Regions from separate parts of the Mus musculus genome. Here region 1 is linked to region 2. The links are chromatin contacts, called in public HiChIP or PLAC-seq maps. All regions are on one chromosome and are shown on one strand. The core of a region is the stretch at or near the end of the contact, and the rest is flanking DNA. Distances in the headings are between cores, read along the strand shown.

Region 1 (2,700 bases), core at 37-2,536, 360 kb before region 2:
CTCAGGTGTTAGGGGAAATATCCACGTCCAATTCTTACCTTCTAATGATGGCTCGGACATATTATTTTATTGACATTTGAAACTAAAGACAAAACCAGCTGCTTCTTGAGGGAGGTGGGAAGCGAAACATGAAAAGAATCTGCGGTACAACCATTGCTCCCACCCCGCCCAAACCCAAACCAATAAAATGAGTCTAGCCAATAATTCAACCTCCGCGCCTCCTGTTCCCTGTGACTAAAGACTGCAGACGCTGCGCAGCGGGGGCCTCCTCATTGCTGAGGAATTTATCATCAGGAGTTTATTAGTTTTAATGTAGCCAACAGGGGCTTCTGATAGTATTTTTTTTTTCCTGAGGGAAATTTTTCTCTCCAAGGACAAATGTTCCCCAGAACTGACACTTAACCGACTTTATAATTCAGTGTGGCTTGGTTGAATGGCGTACCTTTCAAAAAATGCCATCACGGGAGAAGGATCCTACTGTCTGCAGGAATTTGTCACTTTTACCTCTGCTTTAGAAATGCCTCAGGGCTTAGAGCATAGCGACTCTAATTATTGTAATAATCCTCTAAAGGGAGAGGCTCATCGGTCATGGTTGAAAGTGATTTCTTTTTCTTTCTTTCTTTCTTTTTTTTAGTGGGATAGCTTTAAAAATGTCTTGTTTGGACCCAGATTGTCATCCATTAATTGGTAATTTAAGCAAGTTACTTAATGCCAGGCAATTAGGTTAATGAGAGCACTGGCCCGTTTGAAGTTGAGCAGGCCTGGAGATGAGCTCAGAGCTCTTTAGAAAGACATTAAGTCAATTTGGTGTGAAAGGCAGAGGGGCATATCCCTCTCCTACAGTTTCAGAGAAGTATCATGCGCATGTAGACTTCTCTTGAAGCATGGAAATTATGATGGTGGGCCCCTCCGGCATCCTGGCAGCCACCCTACCATCGAGGAAGAGGCAACAGCTGTCCCAGCTCCATCATTGGGAAAGATGACAGGCCTGGATTAAGCCCTGCAGAGGCCAGGAACTCTTGAAGGAGCCAGGCAGACAAACAGAACCACAGACACACAGAACACCTTGAACTGGAGCAGATGGGATAGCTAATGAATGGGTTGAAATGGTAGCAGTCTCTACAGTGGGAGCCAGCTGGGTTTACCTGAGCTGTTTCATGGAGGGACAATTTCAGAGTAGCCAGGCTGCCTTCAAATGTTTGTCAGAGATATTCATAGCGCTGCTATTCACCCTTCAAAGGACAGGGTCAAATGACTTCATGAAATGTTTCCCTGCTTACCCAGACACTGGAAACCAGCCATCTTGTTGACAAATGACTCAGGCTGAATTGATTGAGTGGGGATCAGGCTTGGCTAGACCCATGCTCATAGGACAGGAGTAATTATAAGTGGGCTATGCAGGAGAGTCTATGTGCACAGACTCACATGGCCATGGTCTAGTTTTGAAGGCAATATCTGGAAATAGGGTCTGGAGGTGGCAAAGGATGGAGGCAAATGACTGGAGACTCCAGAGGACTGAGCTCTGTCATGGAGAGCAACCTTAGCCAAATTCACATGTGGAAGCCAGCTACTACCTATAGATATATACATGTCAGAAACTATAGGTCCTACAGTAATATGCTAGGCATACATGATTTAGCAGTTTTGGGACATCTTGCAGAAATGGGCTGCTTTGGTCAAAACAGGTTGGGGGAGGGTAAAGGTGTGTCCCTGAACAATATGTTAATGAACAAGTTTATTGCATTTAAGGAACCAACTATTGCTATTCAAAACAAGCTTGATTTTGAAGTCCACTGCTGGGACTCTACTGTTGAGTCTGTGCTCCTGTTGGTGGCATCCCCCACAAATTCAGAATAGACCTCTCTTCTCTGGAAGACAGCCGCTTTCTAGATTTGGGGACATAGAATTCTTTTTCGTGATGCAGACAGAGGTGGGTGGGGCCAGAGAGAAATCTTGCAGCTTTCCAGTATTCCATCAGAAGAGAATCTTTTTTGGGGGGAGGGGGGCACCTCAGGCTTCTCTATAGTTTGTAACAGAAATTCCATACTAACAGTCTCTGCATTGCTGGGCACTCCCTCCTCAAGCTGCCCATGTTTTTTCTTTTGTATTTCTGGGTTATGTTGGGTGTCCCAGTGGGCATTTGTATTCTGATGATCAGAACAGAGTTAGTTGTGACTGCCTTCTCTTTCTCTCTCTCTCTCTCTCTCTCTCTCTCTCTCTCTCTCTCTCTCCCCCTCCTTTTTGTCGGAGAACCAGTGAGTTGTCCCCTTTATTTCAAGTTATCGAGTTTATGACATAATTGTGTGCTATCTTGTGTGCTGACTGAGGCACCCAGTTGAGCTGTGGAGGCTAGCCATCACACAGGAGCACACTCAGAGCTGGGTGTGGTGTATACAGCATCTAAGAACTCTACAATGTCAGAGGAGGTGCAGATACACTGGCCAAGGTGAGACTTGACAAGGTGAGACTTGAGCGACACCTTATCAGGTGGTGCTGTATTCAACAACTAGCCTGGCCAGGGACAAAGGCATGTCAGAGCCAAGATGGACACTTCTAAGACCCCCCCTCCCCTTTCAAGTTCCATCATTTCTAGGCTACTTAGAACCATTTGGACTAGGATGTGAGGTATTCCATTAAGTTAATGTTTGTGTTATGGATCATTTCTGCATATTGACTACATGTGGTCTCTCAGAAAGAAAA
Region 2 (2,700 bases), core at 201-2,700:
TGACCTTCAGGACAGAGGGCCCTTCCTCCCACTGAACACAGCTCTGTGAAGGCAAAGCTATAAACTGAACTGTATGATTCACAAGCCAAAGACAATGGTGGAGCTAGAGTACCCGTCAAAGAAAAGGACCTCCTCTTCTTCAGTTTTCCTGAGCAAAAGCTCAGAGATCTGAGAGAGCTGTGCACCTCCACTGCTGAGGTAGAGTTGGCCAGTTCTATTTTATAAGGAGCAGAACTCACATACAATCTTTACCCCAGGAGCTCTGCACCATCTATTAGAAATGACCCCTGTTGGCCCTGGAATCAGCTATTATAGGTGGATTCTGAGAACCTCTGCTGTGTGGAGCTTTCTCCTTTGCCTTGACGCATGCAGTCAGGAGCAAACGACAGCCTGTCATCCTGAGTCCGAAAGCAGACAAACGCATCAGTTTGAATTGGACCACAGTGCTAAGGATTTCTAAATTAATCAGCTTCTAGGAAGACACCCCAGCCCAGAGGTGAATAGATGAAGGGTGTGACTAGAAAGGACACGTGGACAGAGACCTATTTACCACAGCACCTTAAGTGCTTCCCGTACCTATAAAATGGGGCACTGTGCAAGCGAGCAACATGTGAGAAAGGGCAGCGGAGGCTTGATACTTTGCTACTGTCCATAAAACCCCACTCCCAGGAGAGTGTATTTGGCAATCTTTTTGACTGTCCTCCCCACATGCAACAGCATTTGTTAGATGAGCTCATTTACAAGGAGAAATGAAACCCTGTTTGGATTGGAAAAAAGAACCCAATCTTCCCCATGGGCTCAGGTGTATTTGAGGATATGCTGGGCGTAGCCTGAATAGTTTTGTTAGACCCACAATGTACTCTCCACATGGAGGTGAAGTCAAGGGTGCTGCAGCCAAGCCTGGTCACAGTAGTGAGGTTTACTGTGCTGTGGAGCCTGACAATCTGCCGACGCCCTGGGCACACATTTCCTCCAGCAGATATGCCTGGGACAATATGACTGCTGCCTTTTGATAAGCCAGCCCTTTGCTGGGCTACAAGAGAAGAAGACAAGAGCCAGAACTCCTTTTCTTTCTCCGTCTGTCGATGTTAGAGGCTGCCCTGTTCTGGATGGCATGAAATCCTTTAGTGATCCCTGCATTTTCAGGAAATTGTTTTTTTTTTGTTTTGTTTTTTGGGGTTTTTTTTGTTTTGTTTTTGTTTTTGTTTTTTTCTGGCTACAGAATTGCCTGTATCCCTGAGTTACCCAGGGATACAGACAGAGTTTTCTTTTGAACTCTGTAATATAATTTGACTCTTTAGTGTTTGTAAATATATTGCATTGCTTAAAAGAAGTTAGTTTGGAAATTGTAGTATCAAGTACCTTCCTGTTAGGATTCTAAATGCTACTCATCCATTAGTTTAAAGCAAGCTGTCATGTGATTAAAAAAAAATACTAGTGATTACTCCCTGTGGGTGAGAGATTGACCCAGCCACATGCCTCTGATGGGTCACTACTAAGACTCCTGCCTCCCAATGGTTAGGCCTTGTTAATGTCCAATTTCTGTGAAATGTACTAGAATCTATATCCATTACTCCTACTGGAAGCAGAGCTAGAGACCACCCAAAGGCCAGGACGGGCACTGGTACTTTCCATGTTCCCTGGAATATTGCTTTACAATAGTGGGTCCCTAAGGAATCTCTCAACAACTTGGATGGTATACATAATCTATAGCAAAACATACCCGGGGGAGCCATGTTGCCCTGGGAAGACAAATAAAGGGAAAACTATTTGATGGATGATTTCTTGCAGCACAACCCTGTGATTCCCCATGTGTGTATATTTCCTTTGAAATAATAATAATAATGATAATAATAATAATATAACCAAAAGGGGGAAATGCAATAAAACTCATGACATCCTCCACAAACACTTGTAAGCTTTCTCCTTTGAATTGCCCTCAGAGACCCATTGCTCTTCCCTGCTCATCTTTGAAGGATGAGAAAGCTAGTGTCCATGTCTCTTCCCATGCTATCCAATTTCTAAAGAACCAATTAAGGACCTAGCAAGGTCTAGAGGGGACCTCATGATGGAGACCATCAAGGACACCTGGAGAGGATCGACTTCTATGAGTTGTTTGTTCCAAGTCACCTATGAGAGGTGGCAGATTCCCAGGGGAAGCCTCAGAGGAAGCTGTTAACTAGTGGACTGCAGGAAGGAGGTCGGGGTGGAGGTAGCTGTCAGAGCAAGCTTTAAGGGAGGCTCTTTTTTCTTGATCACACAGTGAGTGTTGCTGAAGGTCACCTCAGGTGCGAGCACTGCCAATCCAAAGCTTCAGGTTCCTTGTGGAAATCTTGGAGAAACTCAGGTCTTCAGAGCTTCGCATTCTGAAGGAAGGGGAGTCTGTTTCCATTTCTTAGTGTTGTTTTGTTTTTAGTATCACAGTGATATGATTACCTATTCTGTAGAGTTGTCTAAATATCCCACATCGAGCCATAAGTCAACTAGGGAAAGAAATATTCGAAATAGTCTTAGAACTTCATTTGTTGAAAGTTTTTACTTCATGAGAATTATTAAGTCCATGCAAACAAATTTAAAGTAACCTGGGCTCTCCAGTGCATGGAATTCCTGTTGCTCGGGAGGCTGAGGCACACGGGTATAAGAAAGAGGTCACCTGGAACAACGTAATGAAACTGGATCTCAGTGTTAATTAATTAATTA

The links. HiChIP or PLAC-seq counts read pairs in DNA pulled down with a chosen protein or histone mark.
Region 1: a FOXA1 HiChIP or PLAC-seq map of pancreatic cancer cells shows a contact between it and region 2. The contact joins two enhancer-like sites. A contact is called at or near these places in 1 of 484 Hi-C or Micro-C datasets (nephron progenitors) and 3 of 115 datasets of contacts at active chromatin or transcription factors (forebrain, neural tube and pancreatic cancer cells).

What each region holds. Positions count from the first base shown.
Region 1 is chr1:184,706,312-184,709,011 of GRCm38.p6, reverse strand. No RefSeq gene overlaps it. Among named protein-coding and RNA genes, the nearest start is that of 4930488B22Rik, 4.8 kb to the left of the region's middle. Within about 2 kb of position 1,286, at least 20 of the 459 cell types and tissues checked have an H3K27ac peak or open chromatin away from gene starts, as enhancers often do. A contact at or near this core is called in pancreatic cancer cells, where this site is marked.
Region 2 is chr1:184,350,196-184,352,895 of GRCm38.p6, reverse strand. No RefSeq gene overlaps it. Among named protein-coding and RNA genes, the nearest start is that of Gm34177, 22 kb to the right of the region's middle. Within about 2 kb of position 1,450, at least 9 of the 459 cell types and tissues checked have an H3K27ac peak or open chromatin away from gene starts, as enhancers often do. A contact at or near this core is called in pancreatic cancer cells, where this site is marked.